Linked DNA regions of Sus scrofa: regions 2, 3, 4, 5 and 6 are each linked to region 1. A link is a contact called in public HiChIP or PLAC-seq data. All regions are on one chromosome and are shown on one strand. The core of a region is the stretch at or near the end of the contact, and the rest is flanking DNA. Distances in the headings are between cores, read along the strand shown.

Region 1 (2,909 bases), core at 11-2,510:
GGGTCTTAAGTGGCATTACAGGGCTGCAATTACCACGTCTGCAATCTCCCAGCGACAAACCAGCGCGTGTCACAAACCGCACCACGCAGCGAGTATGGCTGGGGAGGGTCTTTTCCTAAAGGGGGCCGCTTCCAAACGTCAGACGCGAAGGGATGCCGAGCGCCAAAGAACAAACCTTCGGAGGAGGGGGCGAAAGCAAGTGCGGGGTTCAAAGAGAAATGTGTGCAGACCTGTTGAGTTCTTCCCCCGACACGCCCACTTCCACCAGACAACGCCAGCCCGGCCCAAGTCTCCGAGGGGCAGGCTGTCAGCCCCCCGCATGTGTCCACGCGCGCACACACACAGACACACACACCCTGAGCGCCCGCCAGCAGGGAGACGCACTGGCACCTCGGCACAGACCCTGCTCGCGCTCGGGCGCTCTCGGTGGAGTGCAAAGACTCGGGCGAGTAGGATCCAGATGCGGCTCAGCGTTCACCCGCAAAGGGGATGTCCGGGAGGCCCTCCTGGGAGCGAAAAGCAAAGGGACGTGGGGGCCAACACACAGAGGCAAGGACGCCTGGCCAGGGAAGCCGAGGCTGGAAACCCGGGCGGCTCGACGAGGCTCCACTCGCTGCGAGCTCGGGTTCCTCCCCCTCGGCCCGGCCCGGGGACCGCGGCCCAGGGAGAGGAAGAGGCCAGCGCTGTCACCCGCCCGCTGCCCTTTCGTCACCACCACCGGGCCCTCGCTGGCCCCCACCCCCACTCCCCGCGGCTAATAAAAGTTTGCAGGCTCCGGCGGCGGCCCGGGAGCCGGCCCCCGAGCCCCAGCCCCGCACCTCGGGGGGCGAGCGCCCTCGCGGCCCCAGCCCCGGCCCCGGCCCGTCCTGCCTGCCGCTCCCCTCCCCTTACCTCTGCCCGCGGCGCCGCTCACCGCCGCCGTCCGCGGCTCCCACCGCAGCCGAGATAAACAACTTAGCGTGTGAAAGCAGGAGGAGCGGGAGCGATTTTTTTTTTCTTAAAAAAAAAGGAAGTAAACAGCCGCCCCCTTCTCCATGGGGGGAGGGGAGGGCCCCTAGCGAAGAAAGTCCCCCATTTCCCCGCTGACAAGCCGGCCCCCCGCCCCGCTCCGCCGGCCGGGGCTCCCGGGCGCGCGTCCTCGCTGCCGGCGCCCCGCCGCTCCAGCCGCTCCAGCCGCGGCGGCTCCTTCCACCCACGAGAACCCGTCCCCGACGGGCGGGCGGTGACTCGGGCTCCCGTCACAGACTCGAGCTCGCAAAATGGAGGAGGAGGAGGAGGAGGAGGGGAGGCAGCGCGGACACGCGAAAGGGCCGCCCGGCCGCGGCGAGCAAGCGGGACCGAGCTGGGGGCGGGCGGAGGCGGCGCCACGGCGCGTACACACTCGCACACACACGCGCTCCCACTCCACCCCCGGCCGCTCCCCGCCCGAGGGGCCGCGCGGCGGCGGCGGCGAACGATGCAACCTGTTGGCGACGCTCGGCAACTGCAGGGGCGGCCGTGGCCCCCGCCCCCACGCCCTCCGCGCCCGCCCCGCCGCCCCGGCCGCGACGGCGCCTGCACGCCGGCGGCCCCAGGCACGGCCCCCACCCAGGCAGCCCTCCGGCCGCGCGGGGCCGATCCCCGTCCCCCGACCCCCCCCCCCGCCCCAGGAAAAAAGAGGCGGCGGCGGCCGACCTGGTCTTTCTGGGACGGGCTCCGGAGGGAACCGAGTTTCTCTAGTTTCTCTTCGCCGCTCCTTCCCGCCCCCGCCCAGCTCTGCGACTCCGGACCCACTCCGGGGTTCGCCCTGTCCCTCGGCGGCCACCGCCGCCGGCGTCCCAGCGGGTGACAGCGGGCTGGCTGCGGGAGCCAGGGCGCGGCCCGCAGCACAGCCGCGGGGGTGGTCCGCGCCGTGGCCCCCGGGCCGAACTGTGCGAAGCGTGTCACTTCACACGGGGCTGCGGGGTTGCACGGAAACAGTGCCGCAGCGCGTCGGCCGCTTGCGGGACTGGAAGGCCAGACACGCCCTCTGGGGAGGCTTCGGGGAGCGGAGGGGGTCCGCGCATACGTACTCTGGGCCCGGGGAGAGTCGCGTGCCGGAGGGTCCCCCTCCCCCGCATCGTCTGGGCGGCCCACTCTGCAGCCGCCGCCGCTCGTTCGCACCCGGAGAGAAGTTGCAAAGCAGAACCCACCCTCCCCCGCGCCCCGACCGTCCCCCACCCTCTTCCCCGAGTCTGCGAGGCGGCGGCGGCGGCAGAAGAAGGCGCCGCCTGCCAAGTTCAACCCCCAGCCCGCCCTCCCTCCCTCCTAGCGCGCTCACACTTGAAGGAAGTTGCACGCCAAATGCAAAACCTCCGGCGAACTAGATTTCTTTGCACTTTTTAATTATTTTTTAAAGGAAAGCAGGAGGTGGCAGGCCCCAAATCAAGTTGCAGGCGAAACAGTAAGTTGCTTGCAAAGTACACCCTCCTCCCCCCGCCAACCCCGCAACTCCTGACCTCTCTTTCCACCCCCTCCAGGGCCCGCATCCAAGTTTCCCGTGGAGGCCCCTCGCCCCCGAATCTTGACATTTGCTGCACTCTCCTCAAAGCGTCGCCCACCCTTTCGTGTTCGTGGGACCCCTGCCCCTCCAAATAAAACAGAACACACGCAGCTTTAAAATGTCAGCATTAAACTCCTTCCAGCTGTGCCCGTTAGGCGCCTCCTCCTCGGCTCGAAGGAAACACGTGGCCCTTCCCCAAAGAGAGGGGCGTGCGGTGAGGGGTGTCCGCGCGGGAGGCCCCCTCCCCAGCCCCCTTCCCCGGCCCGCCGCGTCCAGAGGGCTTGGGAACGTTTGGGACCGAGCCTCCTACCTTGGGCCGCACATATTACGATTTTTGTGACTCGGGGAAAGGTTGTGCTGTGTGGCTTTAGGGTTTGGGGAGGGAACT
Region 2 (2,904 bases), core at 323-2,822, 370 kb before region 1:
CCACCTGAGAACTTCGAAGCTCTGTCGAACGAAAGAGTGCTGGCATCTGCCCTCCTGCTTGGCAGACCCCCTTCTGTTCCTTGGAGACTGTCGGGAAATACAGAGTTCCCTTGTGTCAGAGAGCAGGGGATCCCGTTGCAACAGCTTGGGGTGAGGACATCCAAGAGTGAATATTTCCCTGGCCCCTTGCTGCCTGTGCATGGGTCGGCATCAGGCTCATTCCTAGATTTAGGATAGAGCGAGCATTCCAGGGAGTCCCGCTTTGAGACGTCCATCTAGAAATGCATACTCTGACCTCGTCGTCGTGTGAGACAGGAAAAAGTCACCTGTGCCTGTGTCGGATAAACTTGCCTCTTGCCTCCCAAAGGGGCATTGTGGGCCTTGATGAGAGCAGCGTAAATGCCACTGAAGTCTTCCGGAGGATGGGACGGAGGCGCTGGACGTTGAGGGGGTGGTTTTTGTGCAGTGACTCACTCTCTGGCTGCCCTTCCCCTCGGGCAGGGCCCTGCTCTGGCAGCAGGACCTCACGTGCTTCTACCTCAGCATCACGTACAGTGGACCCAAGAATTGCTCATTTGCAGTTTTCCAAAGCACAGAAGAACAAGGCTCCTTCTTCTGCTGATGGAGCTGTGTCACTTTTTCCAAAGACATGGAGGTGGGGGGGGCGGGGGGAAGAGGGTGGAGGGGGCAGGGGTGGGAGCCCAGAAAGACCTCCTCTGTTGAAGATGGCCGTTTTTCTGTCTGAGCGCTGGGGAGGGAGTCTCTCCGCTCCCCCAAGGAAACCCTGCGCGGATGGGCTAGTGGGTTCACACCCTTTTGAACGTTACATCAGCTTGAAGCCGGGAAGTGTTACAGCCAGGAGAGTCCTCGCATTATGAGCTGGCACATCTTACAGGCACGTCGGCGCACACGCCCTCTGTGTCACTGCTGTGCGTGTGACATCGGGAGAGCTTGTGGTCCTTTCCATTGCCTTTAAATTTTCCTGAAACACTTGATGGACTTGAACATTACTTAGATTTTTTTTTTTTTAATTCCCCTCTTTGGCGTCCCGTTTCTGTTGACCTTGGCTGTGACTCTGATCTCGGGTTGAAAGCTAGGGAAGTTGCTTCTAGGGGTTTTCAGAATTTCTGAATATGAAATGCAAGGAAGTTGCATAATGTGGCAGAGTTTCCTCTTCTTGTTGCTTGCATGTTACCCAAAATACAGTAGTTCCTTCTAGAAGCTTAAAGGAATTTGGCAGGTCTCACCCTCGGATGGTCTATTGTGGCCTTGAGAGTCAGTGTTACCCTGATTTGAGGTCAACTTTTTTTTTCTTGAAGTCAAACAACAAAGCTTCCTGAATTATAACTATGGCAACAGTGTTTAGGTAACAGGCAAATCAAAGTCCTGTGGGGGCAGGGAGTAGCCACAACAGAGAGTGGTTTTAACTGTGCCATCGCCGTGCTTGGGCTTAATTCACCAGGCCTGGGGACACGTTCAAGTAATCAGCCTACCTGCTTGCTGGGTGTCTGGGGAACCGACCCTGTCCACGCTCCAGGAGGAGCTGTTTCACCTTTTCCCGAATATTCTTTCCGCTTCATTCGAGATGGCTCACGGCAGGGCAGTGAGTGCCAGCAACACTCCAAGTGGGAAGTGTCGCTGTAAGAATGAGCTGCTCGTCGGGGTCATTATGACCCGATTCTGACCCACGGAGGAACGCTCGGACAGAAGCAGGGCATCCTGGGTCTGAAGCCCCCTGTCCCTCAGTCAGGAGCGCCTCCTCAGACTGAGTGTGTACCCAGCAGGTGTAAGAGGCCGGTGGAGCCCCGCGGAAGCGAGACGCGGAACCGGCCGTCGGGGATTGACGTGGAAATTAGAGATCATGGAGAATGAAAAGCTCTATCCTGAAGTATTAAATTCTATAAAGTAGGCTGCAGAGCAGAGAGGGGGTCTGAGGGAGGTTGCAGCCATTAAGTAAGGTGGGAACTCGGGGACGGGGGGGTAAGGAGAGGAAATGACATCTTGGAGAGCTTTCAGACATGCTGAAGCGCTTTTGAAACCTCCTGGGACTCCCACCAAGTACTATCCCTGAGCACTGCTCTCCCCTAAGCAAACAGGAATGTGCCGGAACCTACTGAAGGCGCCCAGTGGCAAAGGCCATACCCCAGGCGCCCAGGGCCCGCAGCACCCTCCGTCTGGCACCCTTGCCTCAGCCAAGCCCCTTTCCCTTTGTTTGGAATCTGTCCAGCTCTGGTACAGGTGAGAGGACAGGCTCCCAACAATGAAGCCTCAAATGAAGCTGAATGTGTCACCCCCGGATGCCCTGGGCCCTTTTCTGGACGAAACAGGACTTTGTTCTGTGTGCGGGAAGGACAGTCTCTGCCTTAGCGGCCTCTGGGGAGCTCTTAGCTGGCGGTTCTTTTTATCCAGCTCAACTCTGCCTTCCTGGGACTCCACCCTGGCTTTGATCTCCTGCAGACTAGCAGGTCTCCCCCTTCGTCCACGTCCACGTGGCAGCCCTTTGAGTCTTTGAAGACCGACATTGCGGTGTCCTGAAGGCTTCTCTTCTCCAGCCGGAGCTGGGGTTTGGGGACACATGCATCGGGCAGGAGCAAAATGTCTGATGGGTGAGAGCAGAGACAGGATCCAGCAAGAGCGGGGAGAAGGCCAGTGTCAAGGTCAAATGAGAGGGCAGACCCTGACCTTGGGCAGTAGGAAGGGACATGGGTGAGAGGGGCAGGTTCCAGATCCACGGCAGTGCTAGAGCAGGTGGATCTTGGCCCCGGGTGGGTATGTGGGGTAGAAGGAAGGGCACACTCAGGGGTGACGTGAATGCGCTTTCTTCCAGCCTCTGCTTTGCCGCTTCTTTTTCTTTGTTCTTCGCTCTAGAGGGCCCTATGAAGCTTAACTAGGCTTTTCTCTCAT
Region 3 (3,169 bases), core at 350-2,849, 420 kb after region 1:
CATCTTACACCAAGACACCTGGTCTCTCCCATGATGCTTCAGGCCACCTGAGTGCTCCTTCCTGATCATAGGCTGCTCTGCAGTGTCTCCATGCCAACTTCAATGTTAAGAGCAAGGGATCAGTAGACAGCTGTGGAATAAAGAAGGGCATGCAGACAGGTATGCAGGCATGAATGAAGGAATTCCACCTACAAAATTCATCTCAACTACCCTTCACTCTTATCGTGGAATGCCTACAGGGCCAGCAGCTTCCCTACTCTGCCTAGAGAGCAGAAGACACATGGGCTCAGATGGAGAAAGACTCTGAGGAAGGTCAGGGAGATTTTGGAGCAGGAACAAGACCACCACTAAATTGACCTTCCCTGGAGTCCAGGTTGGACAAGAGAAGTCAGAAACAGGGAGGGAGCCTGAGAGCATAGCAAAGGCCGACTAGGATCCAAGGGTGTGTGAGAGGAACATACACAAGAGGCCACAATTCAGAAGGACTGGAAACTTCAAGATCACAGCAGAGAAGACCGCTTTGAGGCAAGGCTTCCAGGTAACCAGAGTGGAAAAGGATATCCTAAGAGCCAAGGTCAAGAAACTGGTGGACCGAGAGCTGAGGTCACCAGAGATAATAGTTTACCACTTGTCACTATTCATGGTACCTATAACTGCAATCCCACATTATTTGTTGGTTTATTTGCTATCTTTTTTTTTTTTTTTTTTACCACCCCAACTAGATTATACTCAAGGGCAAGGACCAGGTATGTCTCAGTGTGATATCTAGGATCAATCATAATCAGAGATACTTGTTGCATATTTGGAGGATAAATGAGTGATTGAAGGGTTAGGGTTGTGACTGTACTTCAATCTCTCATTTGTCCTTTCACATTTGAAGGTGACTGTGCTTTCAGAAGTTGGGTGATGTGAGTGAAAACCATTTGAGAGTTATGAAGACATAATTTTACTGAGCTATTCAACCTCAGGATTTATATACAATTGCTCGTATTGTTTTTAGGTCCTGAATTTATTCTCTCTACCTTGAAAGTGCATGTTCTTCAAAGGCAAGAGCAAAATTCTATATAATACTTCATTTCTATTCCCAGAGCACTCAGCCTAGGGCTGTAATAATACTAAGTGGATGCATATCAGCCTTGAGGAGTGGGGTGGGGTGGTAGTTAAACATTTTTGTAGTTACACAGAACCACTTCTGTCAATGCTGTTTGACAGAAGCTTCCATATCAGCAACATAAGGACAAAAAGGAGGACATAGCTCATAGGGTTGATACAAAGCTTAAATGAGAGAATGTGTATAACCATTTATCAGTGCCATGTGCACAGTTGTCCATGCATGGTAGCAAAAGATAAAAAGAATTTTTACTCTGTTGTTTAGACCATGTGAGCTATTGCATTTAGGGTTTGTCATTATCTGCATCAATTATACTCTCATGCTCTTCTTGGAACCTTGCCCCAAAGGAACACTTCCTTTCCTGGTTTGCTTCAGCAGCAAGGATTCTGCCCCAGCACCAGTCTTCCGCAGGACCAGTTTGGTCTGCCAGCTCTGGTGGAGGGGAGGGGCGGGGCTGATGACCCCAGAGGCCAATCTGGGTGTGCACAGCTGCATGCTGCCCTCTGGTGGTGGCCTTTTGGGCTGCCCCATCTCTGCACTGGACTTTCCCAGGGCTGTGCTGACCGAAAGGTACAGGGACAAACCACAGAATGAGCACCCATAGGGAATTGCCTCGAGGATTACGGGCTGGTGATGAGGGATGCACTGCACCAACTATTCTATTTGGCTCAGTTCCTCTTATGCATTATGGGGATGTGCAATCTATACCAGTGAAAAACTCAGTATCTTCAAGCATTATAAGGTCTTTGGAGCTCAGGTGACATGGTTCCAAGGCTTTGAGAGGGGGAGTAATCAGCCTAAGATCACACTACTCAGCTGTGACATTGGCCTCTTAAGTTCTGTGTGATGGTTCACCTGCCAGACTGCTTTCCTTCTGTAAGGAAAAGTCGGGGTTCTTGCCATAAGAGAGAATTTCCTACAGGAAGGCTTCAGCATTGCCTCAGGTGAAATTACCCTAAAAGACCACAGAAGACCCGGGAGCCCACCTTGTTTCTTCCCTTTCCTTCATGCTTTCTACTCAATAGCAAGTCAGACTCTTCACTTTCCCATCTCCCATAGCTGTTCCCTGTTTCCCACCTCATCTGTACTAAGCAGCACTATGCAGGAGTTCTTTGGCTTGGATGACTACACTGCTTTCCTACAATCACCAGCCCCCTCCCTGAAGTACCCTCTTTCCCCAGGATCCTCCTTCTCTCATTATTCTTGATCATGTTTCCCTATTCCTTCATAGCAGGAATCACTATTCATAATTTCTTCTTTCTTTCCTTAATGAATATCCTCTATGAAGAATAACTTCCAGGAAAGCAGAGCTCTTGTCTTCCCACTGCTATATTCTCAATGTCTGGTACATAATAGATGCTCAGAAAGGTGCTTGTTGTGGGAAAAACTGCACTTTAGATCTTGAGCAACTTGCTAAATTTCTACAACTTGCAGCTGCTCCCTTGCCATGTCCAACTGCACAGAATCATCTTAATCAGACTGTGCTCTTATGTTGGTTGTCTGAGTGAATGAGCACATAGAAGGGGTCTCATTTCCCCCAGAGCAAGCCTTGTGTGCATGTTTATACATGCATAGAGCAAATTTTATATATTTATACAAATTACATTTCTGCCTCCATGTCATTTACAATAGCTAGTGAATACGTGTTCCTTCTCCTATGCCTCACTGTAAGTCACAGTAACAAGATTTTACAGCACTAAATGCCATCCCAGTACATTAATACAAACTTGATATTATGTTAATTTGGTGGTGGTTTCTCCCTGTAACTAGGCATTCTGGAATCATATCCAAGAAAAATAATTGAATAGGGAAAGAGACTGTAGTTGCCATTAAATTAAAACCAGAGATCATGTTGTGTGTTATTCTTCTCTGGTTCCACCTATAGCAATAACTGGAAAGGGGTCCTTAAGGGTGAGTAATTGGAATCAAAGTCACAAGAGCCAGAAATCATGAACCAGTCTCTTTCAACACTACAGTAAATGCCACCAGAGAACGAAGGCTGGGTAGGAAACTATGCATGCGAACAAATAAACACCGCAGTAAAGAAGTATGCAGGAG
Region 4 (3,258 bases), core at 15-2,514, 430 kb before region 1:
TCAATTTTGTTTGTTTATGGTAATGCAATTTTTGAGTTAGATTATTTTGCTCTTTCCCTTGGGACTTGGGTGAATTACTCTGTGAGAGACTACAGGAGCTTAATCGTGTTAGTTGTTATTTAAACTAAAACATCGGCAGGTACACACACAGTCTGCATTTGTGTATGGGTAGGACAAAAAAAAAAAAACCTCTAGGAAAATGGGAAGCTGGGTAAGGTAAGAATATTGGAGGCTGGAAAGATTGATGGAAGAGCTGAAAAACCCACCGCAACCCTCTAAGGCGTCACCACCCTTATTTTGAGTATGTTTTATGAAAGGCTGCAGGATGCAGGTGACAGATGGAAGCAGCTTAAGTTTGCACTTGGACTCTGCCTATTGCTGGCTGTGTGCGTCTGGGCAGGCAGTTTAACCACATCTATAAGGTGGGGCTAGTCATGCCTACCTTGCAGGACTCTTTTGAAGATGGAATATGCTATCATATTCCTCCCTGATGGCGTTCTCTGTCGGAAGAGATTGTCCTTTGAAGTTGTCCTCTCTGCCTTAAAACCTGAGACTTCACTGTTCTCACGGTGGACCTCAGCTTTGGAGGGTATTTCCTGGAGGCCCTTTGTTGCATTTTGATGGCATACCTCTCTCCTAGAGTGTCCTGATTTTCTGAGTCGTCCCTAAGCTGAGAGCGAGCGCAGGTGCTTAAATGTCTGTGTGCAAAGGGGCTGCTAGGGGAAGAACCCATTTTCACACCGCGTATCCCCTAACGTGTTATTTATCTGTATTTCCTGTATGCGATAAAAGGTTTAAGCCCCTCCTTCCAATTTATGTCTCTTCATACGAGTGTGAAGTTAAAATAACACTCTTCCAGTTTAACATGTGGGGCGTGTGCTCCCTTGTCTGTGTGTCTGTGAGATGGTGTGAGCGTAAGTCGGCGTGTGTTTTCCAAAAACGCTCCTCTTACGTAACAGACTTTGGTTCAGGGCTCAACCTCTAGATGGCAGTTGTGTATGTGTGTTCGTAACTGTTAGGCGGTCCAGTTGAAAAGCAGCTGTCTTTGTACATTGTCAGTGCGTGTGTGTAATGCGTGTGTGTGTGTGTTGAAGAAATCAGGCGGCTATTGCTCCTTAAAGGAAAGGTATCCTAAATGACTCATTCTTTCTCTCTAAATTCCTTCCTCCCACCCTCGTAGAACGGATCATTTCATACCCACTTTCCTGCAGAGGCAGGCGTGCTCAGTCCTTCTGGCCTGTGTTTAAGCAGCGCGTTTCCCCGTGCTCTCGGCACTCAAGTGTCAGGCCCTGTGCTGCAGGGACAGCTTATTTAAGGGTGGTGACGAGGACAGGCGAGTGAGTGGGGCTGAGAACCAGGCCATCCTGCTTTTCCCTCGGGGTGCCGTCTGCCTTTATCTTTTGCAGCAGATGAATCCATTTTTCCTGGTTTCAAGCTTCCCCTCCCCTCCCCTTCTCACCCCTGGTCTGAAATAATATTTGATGTTGCCTTCCTGCTGGTTGGTTGGAGTTGCCGGTCTCAGAGCCATTGACATTTCGGAGAGGAAATGGCTCTTTCCTTCCTCGGAGGGTGTTTTCCTGCTCTCATTTTGTGGCTGCGGTGGGGGTGGGGGGTACCCGACGTTCTGAACTGCTTCTTGGCTGTTCTGTCAAATCAGCGAGTTAAGAAGTTCTTAGAATCTTTAGAGTTGGTGCAATTTTTAAATGACCGAGTTTCTTTTTTTTTTTTTTTTTTCCTTTTTAAAAAAGTTAAATGAGAGTATTTGCTGTTGGAATCTGGTCTGAGTCAGCGTGGGATGTGTGGGTTAATGGATTGTGGTGTAAAATAAGACAATCCTATTTGTGTTAGTTCTATTAGTTCTTCCTCTGTCTTATGCCTGTTTCCAGTCTTTAGTCTGCACAGTTAAAGTTGGAGTTTTATTGATTACATATACCAGTTTATTTGGCAGCGTCTAAATATAAAATGTTTTTTTTTTTAAATCTAAACCACAATGTGGCTATTACATAAGTCTGAAGAAAGGAGACAGTTCAGCCCGTAAATGCCACTTATTGTGCATGTCTGTTCATCATGAGATGCAAGAGTAACAAAAAAATTGAGAAACGACCTAGAAGATTTCTTGAATTGGAATCTTTTCTCGTAGTTTGTTCTCAGCGATAACAAGTGTTTGCATTCCCTCTGAGTGGGTCTCATCTCAGCAATGAAGAATGCTTTCTTCTGGTGCAGTGTTGAAACCTGCTACGCCTGTGTCCCCGCTGCCTGTGGCCCAGAACAGGCTCTCCGTCAGCGTGTCTCATGCAAGACCATCTCAATGTGCCAAAAATGTGCTTGTCTGGCTTCCAATCTTTCATAACTTCATTCTCCTTTAAAAATGGAGGAAATTATCTGATGCGATTGGCATTATTACTCTCCAGACTCTTATCATTGCTCTGGTCCTAACTATTTGGCGTGCTTTCCTCCCAGATCAGTGGCTATAGTTATAATACGTTATCATTCATTCATTCATTAGGATTGATCCTTTCTAGATAATTAGAAGCCCGATTCTGGAAAATTCTTTCTTTTTTCTTTCTTTCTTTTTTTTTTTTTTTTTTTTTTTTGCTTTTTAGGGTCGTACCTGCAGCAAATGGAAGCTCCCAGGCTAGGGGTCAAATCAGAGCTGCTGCCGCCGGCCTGCACCACAGCCATTGCAAGGTGGGATCCAAGTCACACCTGCGACCCACACCACCGCTCACGGCAACGCTGTGTTGCCAACCTACTGAGCGAGGCCAGGGATCAGACCCGCATCTCATGGATGCTGTTGGATTCGTTTCCACTGCCCCACAACGGGAACGCCCTGGAAAATTCTTCAGGGGGGTGTGTGTTTGTGTGCTGGGGGCGGGGCTGGAGAGAGCGAGCTTTCTTCCTCTCCCTCCTTTCCTCTGTCCCTCCGCTAAGGCCCTGGTCACCCTGGACCCCAGGGCACAGACACTGCCTGTGCGAGGGGCGGTCCAGGGTGGTGTGAAGGTATGGGCTTTGCTTTAGAGTCCGGCGGACTGGGTTGCAATTGAGGCTCTGCCGCTCCCTGGCAGCGCAGGGCAGGCAAGTCATTTCTGAGGCTCAGGTTTTAAAGACATGGAATGCGAGCCCCTCCTCGTGAGCAGCAAATGCTCGTGCACGCACCGTCCTGAGCTCTGCGCTTGGCCCGTAGGAAACCCTTGGGACGTCTTCCACGTGTCTGGGGGGCCACCTTTGCAACGTCTGGTTTCGCTCTCGTGGCTAGTC
Region 5 (3,078 bases), core at 267-2,766, 290 kb after region 1:
CATAGCAACCAAGCTAATCCATGGTCAAATCAGTACAGAGAATAATTCCAGTTGCTCCCAAGATGGATGAGACGGCAATTTTCCTCAGAGCGGCACAGACCTAGCAGCAGTCACCTCGCTGAGCTGATACTCACACAGTTGTGATGAGTAGCCTATGGGAAAATAATAAAAGCAGCTAACACTTCTTGAACACTAAAGTCCCAAGCACAGTGCAAGCACTTGACATGAATTATCTCTAATTCTTATAACAAACGGATAAGGTGGGACTATTACTATCTGTACTTGCTAGAGGAGCAATTAGGCTAAGAGATTTTTAACAATTTGTTCAAGGTTGCCCAATAGCAGGTGGTGAAGGATAAGACCAAAATGCAGGTCTTCCTGACGCCCTTCTGGCTCAAAACTCATAACTAACATGGACACTGTTTCTTTTAGTTACTTAGCACTGTCCATTTCATGACTAGATGTTATACTGATGTTGACCTCACTTTTTGGAGAAACAGGAGTGGTGTGGAGTGGGACGGGGGAGGCAGGGAGAGAAGGACGGGGCGGAGGGAGGAATGCCTCACACCCGTTCCACCTTGGCTTGCCTTCCTTATGTATTCATTCCTACTCCACAGCCAGGTGCCGGGCGAGATGCTAGGTCATAGCTGTGAAGATAAGTGCCCCAGGAATCCTGCATCCACTTTTCCCAGCAGACCCCATGTGTGAGACCAGGTGAGAAGACGTGAGAACCACGCTGTAACATCACCTGCAGCTTTCTCTAGATAGGCTGATGTGAGAGAACTCCCTGGCAGCTGAAAACACCTAGGAGAATGTTCACAAGAATATGTAACTGCTTCTCTTAGAGCCAGTTGTGGAGCCCTGATTTGACTTAGGGTATGTAGGAGGCACTCTGCATCCCCCTCGACATGGAGAGGATCGTGTTGCAGCCCTGAGGTTGTGTGTCACCGTAGTGAAGCAGCAGGCACAACACTGCCGTTGGCCAGTAACTGTTTCCAATAACAATCAGGCTGCCTCCATGCAGGGCTCTGAATGCCTGGCAGGACACAGCTAGGGGTCTCCTTGTTTTCTGTGGCCCCAGGCCAGGGCTGGTGGGCCTCTCCTCCCTCCCTTCTAATGAACCTCCAAGCTGCCCTGGGATTAGTCCAGCCTTCTTCCTATCTTCCCTGATAACCAACCACTGTCAGTCATTAAGAATTTCAGGAGAGGGAAAAATGTGGCAACTACAGATCCCCAAATGTGGCATGACTCATGATATCATCTGGTCCCAAAGAGCAATTTTGCTATTATTTCTGCTCAACATCTCTTTCCGTCAAACTAAAATGGCAGATTAAAAAAAAAAAAAAAAGCCCTGAGTAAAGGATGAAAAGTTTCATAATGGGATTTGAAAGCCTGGGCAATCATGTCATTAAAAAAAAAAAAAAAAAGCTGGCTGCGAAACGGCTTGCTCAAATGACACCAGGCACACTGCCTGGTGAACTTCAGATGAATAGGCATTGGAGTCTGTCTGGGCCTGATTTTCAGAGCCTTCTTAAAGACAGGAATCTGAGGCAGGCATGCAAACTACACTAAGACTGAGCCATGCATGGTTAGCTTGAGGGAACTTGGACGGTGGTCTTTATTGGCTTGCCAGAATTTCTGCGTGGAGTCACGCCCACCATTCCTTCTCCCAAAGGGAGAGAAAAACAGACACAACTCTGATCCATGGAATATGGTCAACAGATGTCTGCCTCACACAGCTGAGGGGGGTTGGCTTTCCTGAAATGTAAAGATAGCGCAAGGTGTCTTGGGAAGCATGGAGAAAGGAAGCTCATATCCCCGTGCGCTGCTCCCACGTGAGGACGGGGATGAAAACATCCTTCTGTGCCGTGCACTAGGTGCTCCCTCCAGTTCAAGATCGAGATGCAAGAAGCTGTAACTCAAGAAGCAACATCCACCACGTAGTTCTCAGAGCCGTGGTCACCTTCACCTGGGCTGACCGCGACATCACTGCTATCCTTAACCCTACATTCACACTCTCCCCTGACTCACTTCCTTTGTTTCCTTCACAGACTGTTAGTCTCCTAGCAACTGCTGACATCCTCCTCGCCCTGGGCTTACCTTTTTCCTGAACCGACCCCATGGACCTTCGAGACAGCCAAGGGCATTTGCCTAGCCCTCGAGTCAGCTGAATATACAGATGCCTGTACCTGTGCCAGTGCATCTGTATCATACTTGTGGTCCACCTGCTCTTTGTTTACCAGCTTCCACACACACGTACGTTAACTTTGCCTTCTCACTTGAGAGACATCCGGGCTAGTGTCTTAGGTCACCACCTAGGAGGATTCGAGAACATTACTTACAGTGAATCAGGGCCACCTTTGTGCATGCTGCAGAAACCTGTCTTTTTTTAAAAAAAATGCACCTTGTTTTATGAACACTTAACATGTGAAAATTCAGATCCAGGTATGAGAATCAAATTGACACATAACTTTTTGGGAACTCCGTGGGCTGACGAAAGCAGTGCTTTTCAAGGAGGTAGATACCACTTCCCCAGAAACGTTTTGGAAATTTGTGGGAGGATTTTTGCTAGTCCCAATGATTGAGGTAATGTGGTTGGCATTTAGTCAGTGGGGCCTAGGGAGGCTAGATTAGACAGTCTTATACAACCAAGAATTGTCCTGACAGACATCCTGGAGCCTAAAACCAATTCTTTGAGACATAATCACGAATTGTTTTTATACAGTCTTAATGCAGCCTGAATTTTCTAGGAATGCAACTACTGTAAAAATAAAAGAAGGAGATCGTATTTTGATTTCTTTGGAATGTTACCAAGAGGTTTTCATCACTGGGAAGTTGCGGGGTGTATGCGGCGGGAAAATCACACTGCAGACAGCAATGCACCAAGAAGTTTTTGAGTCACCAGTGAACACAACTCTATCAGGCTGCATTGTGATGGTTGCATTCATGGTCATACATACTCTCAGTATTAGGAATAGCAAAATCCATGGTAATATATTGTATCTCTTAAAAAATATCTTCTACTGTTGTCACGCCTGAGAGTTCTTACTGATGAAATGTTACTTTATGACTTTTACT
Region 6 (3,022 bases), core at 248-2,747, 310 kb before region 1:
ATGGTGTGCAAACTCAGTCCAGACACGTGGGTCAAAAAGGCCAGTTTGCGAGGGGAGATGAGTACCCCTGCAGTGTCGGCACACACACGCTGAGATTCCAAGGTTTGGGAGGTGGAGCGTGAGCGAGAGAAATGAAGAGGGTAGCATCAATTTCAGCCCCCTTATCGCTTGCTGATTCCCTGTTGTTCTTTTCATTACTGCAATGGCCCGATGTTTATGCGGATGACGTCGCACGTTGTGACTTGCCAGAAAGGCCCGAACTCGGTAGATTTCGGGGGTCAGGAAGGAATAGTGTGGGGCAGATGCTGGGTGTACATGCGAGACCTCATGGAAACACGGAGACTCCATTGGCACGTGTTATCGAGGCTTGAGCATCTAGTGGCTTGGCGTCTTCTTCCTGGGACGGGAGTTTGGGTGCCTCCAGGCAGCCCTGCGAGGCAAGAGGGATGTATTCGCATCTCCTTAATGGTCTAGAAGCAGAGGGGACCTGGTTCATGCACAGATGCCCGTGGCTGGGAAGCAAGGCGTCCCAGGCCTGGCCGCCCAGGAGGCGGGGCCCTGGTGTTAACCAGCATTCCTGGGCATTCTCGAGAAAAGGGGCCCAGATCAAAGAGGATCCTTGGCCTTCACATAGATCTTAGAGGCACTCTGCTGCTCCCCCTTCTTCCATGCCACATCTGGGAGATAAGATTAGCTTACTGAAGAGCCATCAAACACGGGAGAAGCACCAGTGATCTCCTCGCCATCAGGACTGGGCCAAACAAAATAGCTGTGGAATTTTACAAAGCACATTTGAGAGAAAACAGTGCTTTGGCGATGCAGGCGTTCTGAGATGGAACGCTCCTGTGAGCTTCGCTGGCAGCCCTCCCTCGGCCATACACCCTGGCTTCTGAACCTTTCTTCTCTCTAGTAACCGCTAGACACCCACTGCTGCCGGCACAGCCTTGCTTGGCGGCGGGGCCCCTGGCGGTGTGGCCTGAGCCCCGCAGAGCCGCACCGACCACATTCGCCAGTCCCACTTGGCTTCTGCCTCCCTGGTGCCTCCCCTGGGCTGCTGAGTTCTGGTGATGCTAACCCCTCACTGTCTCTGGGGTCCACCCACGCCTCCCCATGGCCACTTTCTCCCCCTAGTCCAAGCCGTCATCCTCTTCTTTCTTTCGGGGACTGCTGGCGAAGGCCTGTCCCCCAGCCTGCTCTCGCTGGTGGAGCTCTGGCGCCCGTCCAGGCCGCAGAACGCATGCTTCGTAGCCGGGGAACTTGGAACGCTGCACATCTCAACATGTGATTCCCCCGCCAAAAAAAAACTTCAAAGGCAGCTTGCCCATGGCTCTGAAGATAAAACTCTGGATGTGGCCCCCAAGACCCGGTCTGGCCCTGGGCCCTTTCGGACCCCGCAGCCACGCCTGTCACCCTCGCAATCCTGCTGCGTCCCCACGGCGGGGCGCACAGCACCCAGGAGCGTTTGTTGGGGAGAAACAGGAAGAGTCTCGTGACCAGCTCTCAACCATCCTCTTCCCTGCTCCGTCTTTTTTTTTTTTCCTCCCCTGCCTGGAATGGTCCCTCCCCAGCTTCTGCTGCCAAAAGCCTTCTCATTCGGGAGCCTCAGCTCAGACGCCACTGCCTCTGCAAGAATCCCTTCTGCCTCCAGTGCCTTCTCGCTTTCCTCAGCTCCCCGTAGCCTTTGCGCTCCCTCTCGTTTAACGCGGGTCACCTTCCACCTTGTGGGACAGTTTCCAGGGCGTGTACACTCTCAGTTTGACGAGGTCGTGAGCTCCCGGGGTCTGTCTTCCTTTGTCTTTGCTTCTTACCCAGACGTCGCAAACCAGGGCCTCTGGCCAGAGCATCCCACACGTGTGTCCTCTTTGGTATTGCTGTCCCACACGTTGCTGTTTTTAAAATTGGGGCAGCTTTCTAATGTTTTTAACAGGGGTCGTTTTACTGGGGAAGAAAAAAAATCAGATCTCCTTGCGGACAGTTGGCTGGAACCGAGTAAAGGCCACACCCTGTCCCCCTGGGCAGAGCTTCCTCGGGCTGCCTCGTTCCTAACCGGCCCTCTTGTGCCTGGCCCCGTTCTTTGCTGCCCACTACCTCCGTGGCTGCAGGTGGGCATTTGGCCATTCAGCCCTTGGCCTACCTGCCTGCCGAGCCTAAATGAGAGACTTGATACTTGGCGACCCCATAACGAACAAAGGAGGAACGGCCTGGGAAAATTATTCCTCTGATCAGTTCCGTTTTTCTCCTGAACGATTTATGATTTTTGATAGTTTGGAGGTCCCTGGAAGAAGTGAGGGATGCATGCTGCTTCCCAGGCTGTGTATATGTCTGGGGCTGGGAGGAGAGTGTATTTTTTGAGCACAAGAATGGGAGTCTCAAAGGACCTCCTCGAGCTATTTTTGGCAGCGCCAGAGGAAAATCTATTTAAAGGGACACTGCAAAGAGGACCAGCCCGTATTTTCAAGCGAACAGGCAAGTGAGCACTTTAAACTAATGGAAATGCTGAAGAATTCAGAGCTCAGCCCTTCCTCAGCCTACCTGCCGGACCTTCCCCAGCTGGTTGAACCAGGACCCTCTCTCTTCGGTGGCCTGCCTGCCAGCGTTCAGGGTTAGGATAAGGAAGGGACACACCATCAGCCTAAATTTTTTTTTTTTGCTTTTAAAAAAAATCAACGAAAGTCCTGAATTCTAGGAACTGCGTCTTTCACATCGTCAGAAGTGCCCATTCTGAAAGGGGAACTGCTGGGCGTCAAGCTGTTAACACTCCGCAGGCTCAGCGTTCCTTTGATACGGGTCTCGGTCTCGTGTTTGTTGTGAGTTGTTCCCCTTCTGTTTAGGTTAATTTTTTCAGTGACCTTCCTGGGTTTTGATACACCTCTGAGACTTCCTCTTCTGAACCCCTGGGGTCACCCTGGAGTTCCCTTTCGAATGCAGGGCGGAGCAAAGGCGAGAACACTCCTCCTTTCTGGGCGGCTGCCCCCCCCCCCCCCCCCGTGGATTTCAGGGTCTGCACAGGACTTCGCTCCTT

What was found. HiChIP or PLAC-seq counts read pairs in DNA pulled down with a chosen protein or histone mark.
Region 2: a contact with region 1 is called in an H3K27ac HiChIP or PLAC-seq map of alveolar macrophages. The contact joins the enhancer-like site here to the promoter of NR3C1 in region 1. A contact is called at or near these places in 7 of 47 Hi-C or Micro-C datasets (fetal heart ventricle, heart right ventricle, liver and 3 more) and 2 of 2 datasets of contacts at active chromatin or transcription factors (alveolar macrophages and skeletal muscle).
Region 3: a contact with region 1 is called in an H3K27ac HiChIP or PLAC-seq map of alveolar macrophages. The contact joins the enhancer-like site here to the promoter of NR3C1 in region 1. A contact is called at or near these places in 1 of 5 promoter capture datasets (liver), 6 of 47 Hi-C or Micro-C datasets (embryonic fibroblasts, fetal heart ventricle, fetal skeletal muscle and 2 more) and 2 of 2 datasets of contacts at active chromatin or transcription factors (alveolar macrophages and skeletal muscle).
Region 4: a contact with region 1 is called in an H3K27ac HiChIP or PLAC-seq map of skeletal muscle, with 10 times the contacts expected there. The contact joins the enhancer-like site here to the promoter of NR3C1 in region 1. A contact is called at or near these places in 15 of 47 Hi-C or Micro-C datasets (adipocytes, alveolar macrophages, brain and 10 more) and 2 of 2 datasets of contacts at active chromatin or transcription factors (alveolar macrophages and skeletal muscle).
Region 5: an H3K27ac HiChIP or PLAC-seq map of skeletal muscle shows a contact between it and region 1, with 5 times the contacts expected there. The contact joins the enhancer-like site here to the promoter of NR3C1 in region 1. A contact is called at or near these places in 1 of 5 promoter capture datasets (liver), 7 of 47 Hi-C or Micro-C datasets (embryonic fibroblasts, fetal heart ventricle, fetal skeletal muscle and 3 more) and 2 of 2 datasets of contacts at active chromatin or transcription factors (alveolar macrophages and skeletal muscle).
Region 6: a contact with region 1 is called in an H3K27ac HiChIP or PLAC-seq map of skeletal muscle. The contact joins the enhancer-like site here to the promoter of NR3C1 in region 1. A contact is called at or near these places in 7 of 47 Hi-C or Micro-C datasets (fetal heart ventricle, fetal skeletal muscle, heart right ventricle and 4 more) and 2 of 2 datasets of contacts at active chromatin or transcription factors (alveolar macrophages and skeletal muscle).

The regions. Positions count from the first base shown.
Region 1 is chr2:144,928,437-144,931,345 of Sscrofa11.1, forward strand. NR3C1 (nuclear receptor subfamily 3 group C member 1) reads right to left here and starts at 1,261. Exons shown (of 10, transcript NM_001008481.1): 1 at 892-1,261.
Region 2 is chr2:144,555,684-144,558,587 of Sscrofa11.1, forward strand. The region is part of intron 11 of ARHGAP26 (rho GTPase-activating protein 26); the gene reads left to right. Among named protein-coding and RNA genes, the nearest start is that of ARHGAP26, 260 kb to the left of the region's middle. Within about 2 kb of position 1,573, at least 28 of the 83 cell types and tissues checked have an H3K27ac peak or open chromatin away from gene starts, as enhancers often do. A contact at or near this core is called in alveolar macrophages, liver, mesenteric adipose tissue and 2 more, where this site is marked.
Region 3 is chr2:145,350,077-145,353,245 of Sscrofa11.1, forward strand. No RefSeq gene overlaps it. Among named protein-coding and RNA genes, the nearest start is that of YIPF5, 320 kb to the right of the region's middle. Within about 2 kb of position 1,600, at least 2 of the 83 cell types and tissues checked have an H3K27ac peak or open chromatin away from gene starts, as enhancers often do. A contact at or near this core is called in alveolar macrophages, where this site is marked.
Region 4 is chr2:144,495,122-144,498,379 of Sscrofa11.1, forward strand. All of the region lies in intron 10 of ARHGAP26 (rho GTPase-activating protein 26), which reads left to right. Among named protein-coding and RNA genes, the nearest start is that of ARHGAP26, 200 kb to the left of the region's middle. Within about 2 kb of position 1,265, at least 33 of the 83 cell types and tissues checked have an H3K27ac peak or open chromatin away from gene starts, as enhancers often do. A contact at or near this core is called in alveolar macrophages, brain, liver and 4 more, where this site is marked.
Region 5 is chr2:145,214,380-145,217,457 of Sscrofa11.1, forward strand. No RefSeq gene overlaps it. Among named protein-coding and RNA genes, the nearest start is that of NR3C1, 290 kb to the left of the region's middle. Within about 2 kb of position 1,517, at least 11 of the 83 cell types and tissues checked have an H3K27ac peak or open chromatin away from gene starts, as enhancers often do. A contact at or near this core is called in fetal skeletal muscle and skeletal muscle, where this site is marked.
Region 6 is chr2:144,618,079-144,621,100 of Sscrofa11.1, forward strand. The region is part of intron 17 of ARHGAP26 (rho GTPase-activating protein 26); the gene reads left to right. Among named protein-coding and RNA genes, the nearest start is that of NR3C1, 310 kb to the right of the region's middle. Within about 2 kb of position 1,498, at least 27 of the 83 cell types and tissues checked have an H3K27ac peak or open chromatin away from gene starts, as enhancers often do. A contact at or near this core is called in fetal skeletal muscle, liver, mesenteric adipose tissue and 3 more, where this site is marked.